Linked DNA regions of Anser cygnoides: region 1 is linked to region 2. The links are chromatin contacts, called in public Hi-C maps. All regions are on one chromosome and are shown on one strand. Each heading gives the region's core, a stretch centred on a gene start, on an enhancer-like site or on the middle of the called end of the contact. The rest is flanking DNA. Distances are from core to core; before and after follow the strand shown.

Region 1 (7,239 bases), core at 674-3,173, 270 kb after region 2:
TACATCCTAGAAAGTGCTTGTGTTACTACCAACACCTTAATTTATGATTAACTTAGAATATTTTTACATCTCATTTATTCCTTCCACGGTGGTGTTCTGAGCTGCTGAAATTACTTGGCCAGCTTCACTTTGTTTTTTTGTTTAGGTTAGTGCCACAAAGGAATTTTGCATAGGTGCTCAGAACTTCAGAAAATAAAGGGTGAATTTGATCTTGAGGGATTTTTTAAAGTTCTTAATTCTCTGTGGCACAAAATAGATGTGTTAGGATTCTTCTGATGCCTCTATGTAATGTTTAGAGCTTAAAATATCCTTCATAAAGCTGTCAATATTCCCTCATTTATCTCTTGCTAAATATTTCTTATGCAGGTGTGTTATCTTTGGAGAAGTCTTTAGCTGTGGAGTTTTTGACATGACACACCACTCTAGTAGTTCTTGGTTTTGAGTTACAGAAAGTGAAGGGAGATAAGTAAAGAATAATGAGAGGGCCAACTGTGTAACTCTCTGCTAGGTCACTATTTTCATCTAGCAGCACTGAAAGCAGACCCCAAGAGAGAAGGAGCAGTACAGATGTGTGGCGATCTGAGCTCTGGCCCGACAGTATCACAAAGTGCACCTTGTGGTGTCTGTAAGTGCCCAAATCCCAAGTAGTGCTGTGTCTGGCAGCTGCCTGCTGCCAGCTGCCCCTTTGACGGCACACAGCCAGGAGGGTTAATCATTGCTGCTGCCGTGTGTAGTGACCAGAGTGCCAATGGGATCCGGGGCAGATGGGGATATTTGGGTGGCCTGAAACGTCTCGTACACGTGAAACCTGGATGCTGAGGTGGCATGATGGAAAATGCAGAGAGGAAATGAAAGAGCACAGTGAGGAAAGGAAAGGAGCATAATTATGTAGATCTGGAGGTGAAGGTCAAAGTCTCCATGTGACTGGTGTATGGTGTGATTCTTTGTTTGTTTTTGTAGGGGGGTGGTTTTTTTTGTTTGTATTTGTTGCTGAAAACTGCCCAAGGCTGATCTAGAAGTGCTGGGGGGAAGAGGGTGCAAATTAAGAGTGGCCATTCTCTGCATGAAGAGAGCGAGCAACATGAGAAGTGTCTTTGGCTTAGGGCACTTACCTGTATTAGCATTTTGCCTGTGTGTTCCTCAGTTGCTTCTCCATTCCTTTAAGTTTCTTCTGATGTGGAATCTTGCTTACTAATGGAGCAGGGTCAGGGCTGAGGGTGAGCCCTGAGGTGCTGGGTAAGCAGTATCGCCATCCTGGCAGCGGTGCTGGGTGGGATGAGCTAACCTCTGCGTTCCTACCTCTGCTGCTGCCTCACAGTGTGGCTCCTCACCCTGCCTCGATCTGTGGTGGGGGCAGGGCCCCCCTCTCCTGGTGGCCCCTCAGCTTTGTCCCTCATTTCAGGCAGGCCTGAGGTGGCTGAGGAAGTGGCCCAAGGGGAACGCAGCTCGCGTTAGAAGCGATTTCCTAGGGAAGGCAGGGGCTGAAATTCATGTTTGTCCTCAGCCTGGTCTCCCCCAGGTGCCGGGACGAGGACGTGTGTGCGGCCCCGGTGTTCCCTGAGGGGATGGGGGGCCTGTGCCCAGCGGCCGTGGCTCCCCCAGCGCCGGGTGTGGGGGCGCGGGGGGCCCTGAGGCGCCGCCGGAGCCCTGAGGTGATGGCGGCGGGGCCCTGAGGCGACGCCGGGCTCCTGAGGAGATGGCGGCGGAGGGTGCGCGCCTCGCGCTCCCGCCGGGTTAAACGGGGTGAGGCACTTTTTGGCCGCCGGCGGAAGAAGCCGAGCGCTGAGGCCTGCGCGATGCGGCCTATAAAAGGCGCGGAGCTGCGGGCAGTCGGAGCCGGGGCTGGCGGGGTGCGGATCGCAAAGGAGGCGCTTGGCTGAGCGGCGGGAGCCCCGGAAGGCGGCGGTGGCGGCGGCTTAAGACCCCCCCCCCCCCCCCATCTGCACCCTCCCTGCTCGCTCCTCTCCCTCGGGGGACGAGGAGACAGCGCCAGCCCCCTTCGGAGCCGCGGGCCGCGCCTCCCCCCCTCGCCCCGCTGGATGCTCTGGGGCTCGCTCCCTGAGAGGGGCCGCGGCGCCGGCAGCCCCCGCTGTGGCGGGGCCATGGGGGCGGGCAGCGGCAGGACGCCGAGCCCCCTTCCCCGCTGAGCAAGCCCCCCGCGTCCCGGCACCGATGCCGAGCTGTCCCCTCACGGCCGGCCCCTGAGAGCCTCCCTTCCCCTCCCCATGCCTGACGGAGCCCCTCGCCTCGGAGACGCCCTGCAGCAGCCCCGCCGGCCGGGGGGTCTGCGGCTGCCCCCGCGGGATGAGAGGAGCTGCCCCGGCCGCCGGGGGCAGCCAGGAGAGGGGCAGGCTCCCAGCCCGCCGCCGGCTGCCGTGAGGCGGCTGTAGCTGCCTCGGCTGGAGGAAGAGCCCCTTTGTTTTCCACCCCCCCCCCCCCCCCAACCCCTTCCCGGGGCTTCATGCCCCCCTGAGGGATGATGGAGGTGGTGGGGGACTTTGAGTACAGCAAGAAGGACCTGATAGGACACGGAGCCTTTGCTGTGGTCTTCAAAGGTCGCCACCGCAAGGTAAATACCACAGCGGCGGGCTCGGCCCGCAGCCGGTTACACAACCCCCGCCGGCCCGGGGTCGCTCGGTGGGGCCGCGGCTGTGAGGAGCCCGTGCCGGGGGGTGACAGCTACCGGGGGCCTTCGGGGACTTCTGGGGTTGGGGGGAGGGAAAATAATAATAAAAAAAAAAAGACAAAAAGACAAAAAGGTGCGGGGTGGGCTCTGAGGTAGCGGGCCGGGGGCGGTGGGGCCCAGAGGTGGGCCCTGCGGCGGCCTGAGGCGAGCCGCCGTCACCCGGCCTCGCCAAGCGATTTCTCTTTTATTATCGTGATGATGGTTTAATAAAAACATCAACGAAAAGCCCGTCTAAGCCCTGTTCTCACCTCTCCTCCCTGCTGTTTGGTAGCTTCCTAACATAACGGCGAGCCGGGAGTTGCAGCTGCAGGGGAGCCGAGCCCTTTGTTTGTCAGGAGGGGCATGTTTATCTCGCTGGGGAGCGAGGGACCCGGTGGAAAATTGTCTCCTGGGGGACTGGAGGAAGATTTCTGAAATTCAGAGGTGTCTGGTTTCCTGGAGTGGCTCGCCGATCACCCCGGATATTCGTAGTTGGGTTATGGTTTCTTGATGCTGCAAGAGTTTATTCTGGGGCTGGTGCCTGAAGTGCTGTGCTTTCCAGAAAGCAAGTCTTCACGCTGACCCTGTGGGAGCATCAGGGAAGAACTTGGAAGGGCACAGCACAGAGACTTTTGAGTTTAAAAAAAAAAAAAAAAAGGCATTAGAAGCTTTGAAGGCCAATGGAGATGATGCCAAAGACAATTTATTTTTAGGCAGTATATAAACATACAATAAATAAACTATATATTTACTTAAAAACCAAATGCTCATACAGTTTTCAGCTGTGGAGTTTAGGAAGGCCAAAACTGGGAAGTCTAACAGAGAATAAAAGTGACTTCATCATTGGGATGGGACTGAAAAACGAATGCGATATGATTATTTTCGTTGTAATAATTTTTTTTAATGCTTTTAAATCCATGAAAATGCAGTCTAGCTGCAGCTGGATTTTAATAGCTGCCTGCACTGTTGTGGAATGAAATAGTTCTTAATGGTGTCATGTGATGTAGTAATCACCGGTGGGTAGAGTAGGGGTGATCTTGCTGCTCTTTCTCTTGTGCTTCACTAGATACTTGTTAGTGGATAAAGTTAAAAAAAAATACATATATATGTTAAACTGACAATACTTTTTTGGTTGTTTGCAGAAAACGGATTGGGAAGTAGCCATAAAGAGTATTAACAAAAAGAACTTGTCAAAGTCACAAATCCTGCTTGGAAAAGAAATAAAAATCTTAAAGGTATGTTAATTGCAGTGATTTTTAAAGCTGCTTTACTTGAAAAGGAAAAGAGACTTTTGACGCAGTTCATTCTGGGTCATGTGCAGTATCACAGTAATTGTTGCTACGCCTTTTGCATCTTTATTAGTTCCAGAAGAAATACAGAACTAAGAAAACAAAAAAAAAAAGAGATACTTCTTTTAGTTCTGGAAATGCTCTTGGAACAGGTTAAGGGCATGTTTTTGTTGTTACAAGTGAAAAACTGTTGTAGAACCAGTATGTGCTTTTATTGCACATGCAGAAAGCTTTGTCCTTCAGGATGCCTAGTGTTGCACCACCTTTCCCAAGCTGTACAGTCACAGCAGAGGGTAAAAATACAGGTCCTTGATCCTTTTTGGTTTGTTTTTTTTTTCCTCCTCAAAGATGCCTCGAAAACTAAAATTGGCATGCTGAATATGATTCCTGGGGCAGACTTCCCACTTCAGAGTTAATTCACTTCAAAAGTGTACTGTGGCTTTAATGAAGGAAATAGAGCATCATTTAGTTCTTCAGTGCTGTTTTATAGAAATGTCTGCTGGGATAGTGTCTTAGCACTCTCTGCTCTCTGAACTTCACTGCATCTCATCTGATGTACCTTTGCAGTAATAATCAATGCTGCTGTCAAGTTTAGTGCTGTTTCCAACTTTCTTGATATATTTCTATTTTATATGCGAGTATATATTCTAGTTTATATATTATACACTAGAAATTGCAGCATTGGGTCTGTGTGCTGCAAGTGCTCAGCAAAGAGTTGCTTTTGTTTTGAACAGTTACAAATAATTGCATGAGTTGTCGTGCAAGTTGTAGTTGATGTTATTTGGCTTGTTTTCCACTTTATTGTAAAATAAGAAGGTTGGCTTGAAAATAGCATAGTTGGTTACTCCCCTAAACAAGAAATTGTTTGAGACTATAATTAAATTTAGTCAGTTTTCAGTATTTGTTAAAGGATCGTGTGTTGTAATATTTTCTATAACAAGATGTAGAAAATATATTCTTGAACCAGATGTTTTTTGACCTCTGAAGATACTGTCTAATTTTCTATCGGTGTAATATGTAGATTAAATAGCTGGGATTTCCTCCAAATTCCATTGAATGGTCTAAAAAATATACTACCTTTCTTTGTAAAACTTGGTTATCTTTTATTATCACCTGGTATATTAAATTTAAAATAATATCAGGCTATTGCCATAATGTAAATATTTTGTTTTACAGGAACTTCAGCATGAGAACATTGTAGCTCTGTATGATGTCCAGGTAAAAATATACCTTGATGCCTTTTTCTTTAAATTTTATTTATTAAAATATAATGCCTATAAATATCAAGTAGATCAAAGTAGCCATATTTTTTTTCTGTAATCAATGCAGTATTTAGAAAAAGAAATCCATTTTCCTGGCAGTGGCGGGGGGATGTTTTCATATTCAACACATTACACACTTATTTTATATTGTCTCTTTTTGGGGTAGAAAGGTGTGAGGAATCCGGTTTAGTTCCAGGCACGGGAGCAAATGGAAGCCTGATAATCTCTGCAGAGACTGTTTGTGTAGTCTGGTCCTGTCTCCAGAGAGAAGCATCAGCTGGCTGGGCTGGGAGCTGTATCAGTGGCAGTAACTATTCTCCTGAATTAGCATTGTTTCTTTGGCCCTCTAATTTAATTGGAAAGTGGATGTTTGCGGTTAATGACTGATTACACCCAAAGGAAAATGTGCTAGTAGGAGTTGATCTGAAAGGATGAAGCAAAGTGACATTAAGAAGTCAACATAACTGAAAATACTGTTGTAGAAAAGGAGCAGTGTTTTTGAGGCATCTGTGGCAAAGACATATATTGTATAGCCCTGTATCATGGTGAGGGAGAACTGAGGGAAGCAGATCACCATCACGTGTATGTTGCTGTTACATACCTGTGTTCCAATGAGGGGGATGAAGTATAAAAGCCAACTAGACATTTGGATCTTTTTGATTAGGAGAAATGAGGATTAGGTGGCTCCAAGTTGTCTTCCTCTTTTTATTCCCAGGATTCTGCCTGACAAGGTGAAGGTGTTTCTTTTCTAGCCTATCCAGAGTAGTGCATTCTACTTAGCAGGAAGTACATTTTTTGTATTGTAAGGCCTGCAAGTGTTGAGTAATGGCTAAATATGAGATGATGTAAGGTGTGCAGCCATTTGTTCGACTTGAATAAGAACTATACATTTGTCTCCTGGCTTCAATTCTAATCTTAAATACAGAATTACGTTTATGAATAAAATTATTAAGAGCCACCCTTGGGGCGTTGCATAGATAAAGCAGTACAAAATAGAAATTTTTACAGTATTCAACTATTTTGTCTTTACATGTTTGCATCCTAAAAGGTTTTCAGCTTACGTGTAGATGTGTATCTTGTGTAGCTACAGAAATCTGTGTTCAGAGGATATATGCCAGGCAAAGTCAGGTTTTATTGTGTTTAGCACTGCAGGACATGTATCGGCTTCTGTTGACCTATGATACAAAGTGATGGTTTCAAGTAATAACAGATTATGCTTCAAAACTTCCCATTTGGATGTGTACACTCTTTCCTGAGGTCTTTCCTTTCCCTTTTCGTGTCCTGACTTCAGAACTCTGCATTTTGAATGATATTAGTTGCTCTGAAAGGGAAAGTGCAGTCTCTCAAAGAGACCAGGCTTTCCTCAGTAATACTAAATGGAAATAATCTGTCAGCATCCTGAATTTAGTGTATATGCACACCTTAAAAGAAACTGGAGTTGTTGACGGAGGATGTTGGCGTGTGAGTAAGCAGCTGAATTTTGGATTTATCATTTACAGTTGTTTCATGTGAAGATTACTTATTAAGCTTTGCAGCTCCACTTGAAGGTAGTTGACCAGATATAATGTATTGTGATGATTTAACATCAACTTCTAAATTGAAGCTTTGGAGCAGCTCTCGTTTCTTATTATTTCTATACAGAACATCCACAAGAGAAGAAAGGACAGAGCTATACACTTGTTTATTTCTTCACCTAAAAGTAATTTAGAAACACATTTTTCATGCTTTTATATTCTACCACAGAAAAGGGTGCCCATATAAGTGACAGTACTTTATGATTGGTCAGCCCTCTATTCTCCTTTTGAGATGTTCCTGTTTGTCACTGGCCATTGCACTTCAATAAAAAGAACAGCTACAGCAGAGAGAAGGGAAAAACTGTCTCATACCTTGGATATATTTCAAATACATTCATGGCAAACATAAGGCTTGGCAGTATAGTGCTACTTCTATAGAAGAAATTGCTGTGCAAAATATGGTCCAGAGGATGTGACACTTGCACAAATAAGCTTTTCCCTTTCTGCAC
Region 2 (6,516 bases), core at 817-3,316:
GTAGCTTGCCAGCAGCCTATGGAGATTAGTTTAATTCTGCTAGGCCTTGGAGTTGTGCAGACAAAGCCAAGCTCTTTTGTTTATCTCTTTTGACAGAGGGATACCTGAGGAAAATAACGAGGCTTTTTGCATGGAACTGACAAATACAATCCACTGTTTTTTCTAAACAGAGCCTACATTCAATGGCAGCATTTTGCTGCCTGTGCTTGCCTTGGGTAATGTCATTTCCTTGACGAATGACTTTCAGGAGCCGTTGTTAACAACGTATTTAAAGAACTGCCTGTGGTAGAGCCATCTTGCTGGGATTTTATTCTTATCTGTTGATTTGAATATTTAACCAGAAAACAAACAACTGCTTTCACAAGCAGTTTAGTCATAGGCTTGAGCCATACTTAGAAAAAACAGAGGAGGGAAGGGCTCCAGTATTTTCTGGAAATACACAGTGAAATCCTTAATGCAAGCCTGATGTGCACAAACACAGTTCAAGGCTTTAAGATTAGCCTGTGGTTAATCTCCAGTTTAGCAGACGTGGCCTTTCACAATTGTAAATATTACTTTTAGTTCCTCTCAAGGCTCCGAGGTATTATTTGGCTGCTCTGTATCAAACATCTTCCACCTTGGCACTATGCAAACAGAAAGAACCTATTGGAAACACTAAGCAAAACTGGCAGCATAACAAAAACAAATGTAGTATTGCTCAAGTCTGCCATTTGCTCTAAGTTTATGTAGCTGAATAATATTCCAGAGGCTGGTTATTGCCACAGAACAGTCTCTGAATTTTCCAGTTACTGTTTTCCTCCCTTCCTGTCTCTACATTGTGAATAATTGTTAGGAAGATTTATTTTCTTTTTACTGTAAAACAGGAAGTGCTAGCAGACACAAGCCTTGCTAGAAGAAACCAAGGGTTTTTTGTTTGTTTGTTTTAATGGAAGTACAGCACGCAGCTCTGTATTAAATCCTGCCTATTCACATGCATGCTCCTGCTTCCTGAGTAGAGGATTTACCAGAAAGTTCATCTGGGTTCACTGAGGAAGCTAGCAGCAAATGAAACAACACAAAAACCTTTTTTGTTTTTGCATACTCCAGTTATGATATAAATTGAGTTATGAGCCAGTCTGAAAGGTCTAATGAGCTTTAATTAACGTGAAGCACATCGCCACATCAGTTTGCAGCAGGAAGTTATTCCATAACCTGTTCAAGGCTTCCTGTTCTGAAGGCAAGTAAACAGCCATTTCAATTTCAAACGTCAGCATTTCATCAGAGGGCTTGCTTCGCAGCCTCGCGTTAAAAAGCCATCAGCCGCCCAAAACTGGCTCAAAGGGCAGCTCAGGAAGTGGCCTCATGACAGGGCGCACACTCAGCCCATAGCGTGTGACGCACCGGGAGACACAAACACTTGCCAGATTTCTAAGTGCCAGCATTTTCCAGCATTTCTAACACATTTCTGCTCTCCCTGGCCTTCCCTCACAGCCCCACGCAATGGGACTATGCCAGGCCCTGACAGAAATGCTTTGTGTCCCTCAGGGAAAGGGCCAGCGAGGTACTGCGGGGACTCTGGAGGCCAACAGAAGGCTGACACCAGAGGTAACCCGTCCCTTCCCACGGTACCTTCCCCCTCTCCCTGCCAAGCCCTAGGCACTGCTGGGGGAGGCGAGGCGACCCCACAGAGGCAGACCCCACAAAGCCGGCCCCAAAAGAGGACCCCAAGCCCACAAGCCCCTATGCGCATGCGCATTCCCCCGCCCCTACCGAAATCTGCCCCCGCCACAGGGGCCGCCCTAGCAACAGGGCTGACCTCACCGCGCACCAATCAGAACTCGGCAGCGCTCGAATCTTCCAGAGTTTTCCTTGCGAGCACCCCCACCCTCCATTCCGGTCAGCCAATCAGCACGCGCCTTTCTTACTGCTGCACCAATCAATGCCGAGCGTTGCGTTACTTGCAGTGGCCGCTTCACCGCACCTCCAGATCCATCCGCGTTCCCAAAAATTTGGGGATTCTTGCGGGGCTGGGGCCTAAGGCGAAGAGCCCGGGACCCCCCTCGCTAATATAAGGGGGACGGCCGAGGGACAACGGCGGGTGCTTCGATCAACAGGGGTCTTTTGCTTGGGACTATTTTGAGAGGCGGATGGACATGTCAACGTTCGGGGGCGGGGCCTGCCTGACAGGAACTGCATAAATACGGGCAGGGGTGCGTCACCGCGCAGATCACAGCTGGAGAGAAAAAGGAACTGAGTTTGGAGGGAGCAGCGCTCAGGGCCGGAGACGTGAGTCGGGGGGGGGGGAATCGGGGGGTGAAAACCCTTGCTTTTGTGGGCAGGGAGGCAGAAAGTGGAGCCGGGGGATTGTCGGGCGGTATTTCTGGTTGGTGGCGGTGAGGTAGGGAGCGGCTCTAAACGCCTGAACGGTGTTACAAACGGGTGGGGGGGTGGCCGCGTAACCGCCCGGTGAGGAAGAGGGAGTAGTTGAAGGAAAATGGCGGAGCCTGCCGTCTGCGCCGGAAGCAGGCGCTGAGTCACGGCCGCAGCGGGCGGCGGCACCGCGCTGCTGTCACGGGTTGTTCGCATGAAGCCCTGCAGCAGCTGCGCGGGAGGGCGCGGGGCGGTGCTGCGGCCCCTGCTGGGTTCCTCTGCCGCATTGCTGCGGCTGGGAGGGGAAGGGGTTGGCAGCTGGGGGCCATTCGCCCGGAGACAGCATCAGAGGTCTGTCCTGAAGAGATAGACGGTTAGAAAATATCGTTACTTTAACAGCAGCAGTTAGAGAAAGATTATAGAATTCATATGGTCAATAATGAAATAGAAAAATTCTGAATGCTATTTATGTAATGCAAAACAGCAGAAGTTGTTGTATTTAGAAATCACAGTTTTGAGACTGCATTTTACTGACTACTTAAGGCTGAAATTTCTGTATGTTTTGCAGTTCAACATGCAGATCTTTGTGAAGACCCTGACTGGCAAGACCATCACCCTTGAGGTCGAGCCCAGCGATACCATTGAGAATGTGAAGGCCAAGATCCAGGACAAGGAAGGCATTCCTCCTGACCAGCAGAGGCTGATCTTTGCTGGCAAGCAGCTGGAAGATGGGCGCACCCTGTCTGACTACAACATCCAGAAAGAATCCACCCTGCACCTTGTGCTGCGCCTGAGAGGTGGCATGCAGATCTTTGTGAAGACCCTGACTGGCAAGACCATCACCCTTGAGGTCGAGCCCAGCGATACCATTGAGAATGTGAAGGCCAAGATCCAGGACAAGGAAGGCATTCCTCCTGACCAGCAGAGGCTGATCTTCGCTGGCAAGCAGCTGGAAGATGGGCGCACCCTGTCTGACTACAACATCCAGAAAGAATCCACCCTGCACCTTGTGCTGCGCCTGAGAGGTGGCATGCAGATCTTTGTGAAAACCCTGACTGGCAAGACCATCACCCTTGAGGTCGAGCCCAGCGATACCATTGAGAATGTGAAGGCCAAGATCCAGGACAAGGAAGGCATTCCTCCTGACCAGCAGAGGCTGATCTTCGCTGGCAAGCAGCTGGAAGATGGGCGCACCCTGTCTGACTACAACATCCAGAAAGAATCCACCCTGCACCTTGTGCTGCGCCTGAGAGGTGGCATGCAGATCTTTGTGAAGACCCTGACTGGCAAGACCATCACCCTTGAGGTCGAGCCCAGCGATACCATTGAGAATGTGAAGGCCAAGATCCAGGACAAGGAAGGCATTCCTCCTGACCAGCAGAGGCTGATCTTTGCTGGCAAGCAGCTGGAAGATGGGCGCACCCTGTCTGACTACAACATCCAGAAAGAATCCACCCTGCACCTTGTGCTGCGCCTGAGAGGTGGCATGCAGATCTTTGTGAAGACCCTGACTGGCAAGACCATCACCCTTGAGGTTGAGCCCAGCGATACCATTGAGAATGTGAAGGCCAAGATCCAGGACAAGGAAGGCATTCCTCCTGACCAGCAGAGGCTGATCTTTGCTGGCAAGCAGCTGGAAGACGGGCGCACCCTGTCTGACTACAACATCCAGAAAGAATCCACCCTGCACCTTGTGCTGCGCCTGAGAGGTGGCATGCAGATCTTCGTGAAGACCCTGACTGGCAAGACCATCACCCTTGATCGAGCCCAGCGATACCATTGAGAATGTGAAGGCCAAGATCCAGGACAAGGAAGGTGAGAGGCTGATCTTTGCTGGCAAGCCTGACTGTCTGCAGAAAGAATCCATCACCTTGTGCCCTTGCAGAGTGTGACTGAGACCATCACCCTTGAGGTTGAGCCCAGCGATACCATTGAGAATGTGAAGGCTAAGATCCAGGACAAGGAAGGCATTCCTCCTGACCAGCAGAGGCTGATCTTCGCTGGCAAGCAGCTGGAAGATGGGCGCACCCTGTCTGACTACAACATCCAGAAGGAGTCCACCCTGCACCTTGTGCTGCGCCTGAGGGGTGGCTGTTAGCCACTGTGCATCTTGCTTGATGAGATTGCTGATAGCACTTGTGTTTGCACTGTAGTCCTTCTAATGTCTTAAATTAAATGCAAAGTTAATGCAAGCTTAAATAACTGCTGAACTGTGTGTTGTAATGCTAATAAAGTTTTCTGTTGCACATCACAATTTGTAGTCTTGTCTCAGTTTAAGCTAGTAAAACCAGCATATTTAAGTGACATGCTCATGTTGGCTTTTTTCCATGGTGGTTTAAGCCTCTTTTCATGGGTAATGACATCGTAGCTGAAACATACATGGATTAAAGTCTTAATTTAAGCAGAAATACTATATTAATTCTACCTAGAACTTAACACAGTTTATTTCCAGGAAGGATACTGCATTCTGTTAAAGGCTCCAGAAAGCCGCTACCAAACCAAGCAAAGGTTGTACAGCTCAATTCAGTAGGGTGGATTTACCATAGTTTGTAAACTGCAGTATCTTTAAATGGGTTAATTGTTCTGAGAATTGAGTAAATAACGTTGCCTGACACTGACTTCAGGTGAAGTCACACTTCATTAACCTTTGTGTAAGCTATGTAGGTGATGTTGCTAGCTAGGCATTTTTTAATGGAGAGAAGCTGTGTTGTGTCTGTTCCAGGAGTAACCTGTTCAAAGGGAGTTGTATAAAATGGAGGTGGGGTGTTACACTGTTGACTCATCTGGTATGCTTGGGGAAGGACTAACTGCAGCAAGCACTGTCGCGTTGCATGCAGTTAGGAGGCCTGCCTATATACTGAGCTCTGAAAATGGTTTCCTTGAAAAGTGAAGTATTGGGTACAAGAGGGTTTCCTTGGGTTGAGTAGTAGCGTTTTACAAAAGCATACTTTATGCTGAAAGCTAGGGAGTTAGCACAGAAATGCTTTTTCAATGGGGGTGTGTCAAGGAATCTTCCATCCAAATGGGTGTTGGGAGACTTAAGGTGACATTGAGACTGGTTAGGTTCAATGTATAGTGGTGGGTCTTAAAAAGTGTGTGTGGTTATTCAGGTGCCCTTTCATGGAGCCTTCCCAAGGTTGTAAGGATTGTGGCTTTCAAGGTTTTTACTGAATTTTGATAGCTGCTTAGCTGTTCAAATTGAGTTTTGGTATCCGTGTGTGCAGCGCTGTGCTGATGCGCTTTGTACCTTACTGGTACTTCGTGTTATGCACCATCTAGACTTTCTTGTCCACTTTAGTGCCCTAGCTTGTTCCACTTAAATTTCAATTTTCAGTTTAACGTTAATGAGCATCTACTGGAGATGCGTGGTGTAGTAATGCTCCCGTATTAGCAGTGTGTTCTTAATAAGGATGCAATCATAGGGAAAGAAAAAAGTTAAACTACCCATTGTAACTAAGTTAAGCATAGTATTGCTGGTTACAGTGGTGATAGTTTTTTAGCAACGTTTGATTCCCTGACTGCTGTTTGTAGCTGTGCTAGCAGAAACCTAAGTTCAAAGAACAATTGCTATTTCTATCATTAGAGATGCTTTCCGTCAATTCAGTGATTTCCTGCAATACCCTTTTCTTTAATATTTTCTTGATTTTGTGCTTTTTACACTTTAGACACTTCAGAGTGTCTTAATAGCCCAGCTGTCCGTAATGGACAAATTCTGTGAGCAATTTACAGTCCAGAGGGGATATGGCACTCAATAAATTTACATTACTTATCTCTTTCTGCTACTGATTTGCTCCATGGTAAAACCAGCTGTTTTATCTTTCATGGCTCATAATTAATAGATGTCCTTTCTCAATTCTTTTAATAATTAGATTATGCTGTATGGTAACATGCAGTTGCTAACTAATCAAATAATGGAGGTTGCAGGTTCAAGGGTATTTTGTTTGGTTTTGGTTAGAATTCAGTAAGTGACAGGTTCCTTCCTTCCTTCCTTCCTTCCTTCCTTCCTTCCTTCCTTCCTTCCTTTCTTTCTTTCTTTCCAGAGTCAATTACTGAATGAGAACTGTTGCTGAAGTGTTGTTCAAATGCAGTGTAGAATCCAGACATCCTCTGCAAGAGTGGAGACCCTGGGAACGTGGTGTGTAGATATCAGAGTGGGTCTGCACCAGC

What was found. Hi-C and Micro-C count contacts between places; a contact is called where the count stands out from the background.
Region 1: a contact with region 2 is called in a Hi-C map of liver, with 9 times the contacts expected there. The contact joins the promoter of ULK2 here to the promoter of UBC in region 2. A contact is called at or near these places in 2 of 7 Hi-C or Micro-C datasets (both in liver).

Annotation. Positions count from the first base shown.
Region 1 is chr18:9,210,930-9,218,168 of Taihu_goose_T2T_genome, forward strand. ULK2 (unc-51 like autophagy activating kinase 2) reads left to right here and starts at 1,924. Exons shown (of 28, transcript XM_048074248.2): 1 at 1,924-2,569; 2 at 3,808-3,900; 3 at 5,131-5,172. The coding sequence starts at 2,477. LOC136786614 (a long non-coding RNA gene) reads right to left here and starts at 1,767. Exons shown (of 3, transcript XR_010825785.1): 1 at 1,113-1,767.
Region 2 is chr18:8,938,130-8,944,645 of Taihu_goose_T2T_genome, forward strand. It overlaps UBC (ubiquitin C), which reads left to right and starts at 2,067. Exons shown (of 4, transcript XM_013196483.3): 1 at 2,067-2,265; 2 at 2,918-4,107; 3 at 4,109-4,212; 4 at 4,215-4,603. The coding sequence starts at 2,924. The coding sequence ends at 4,447.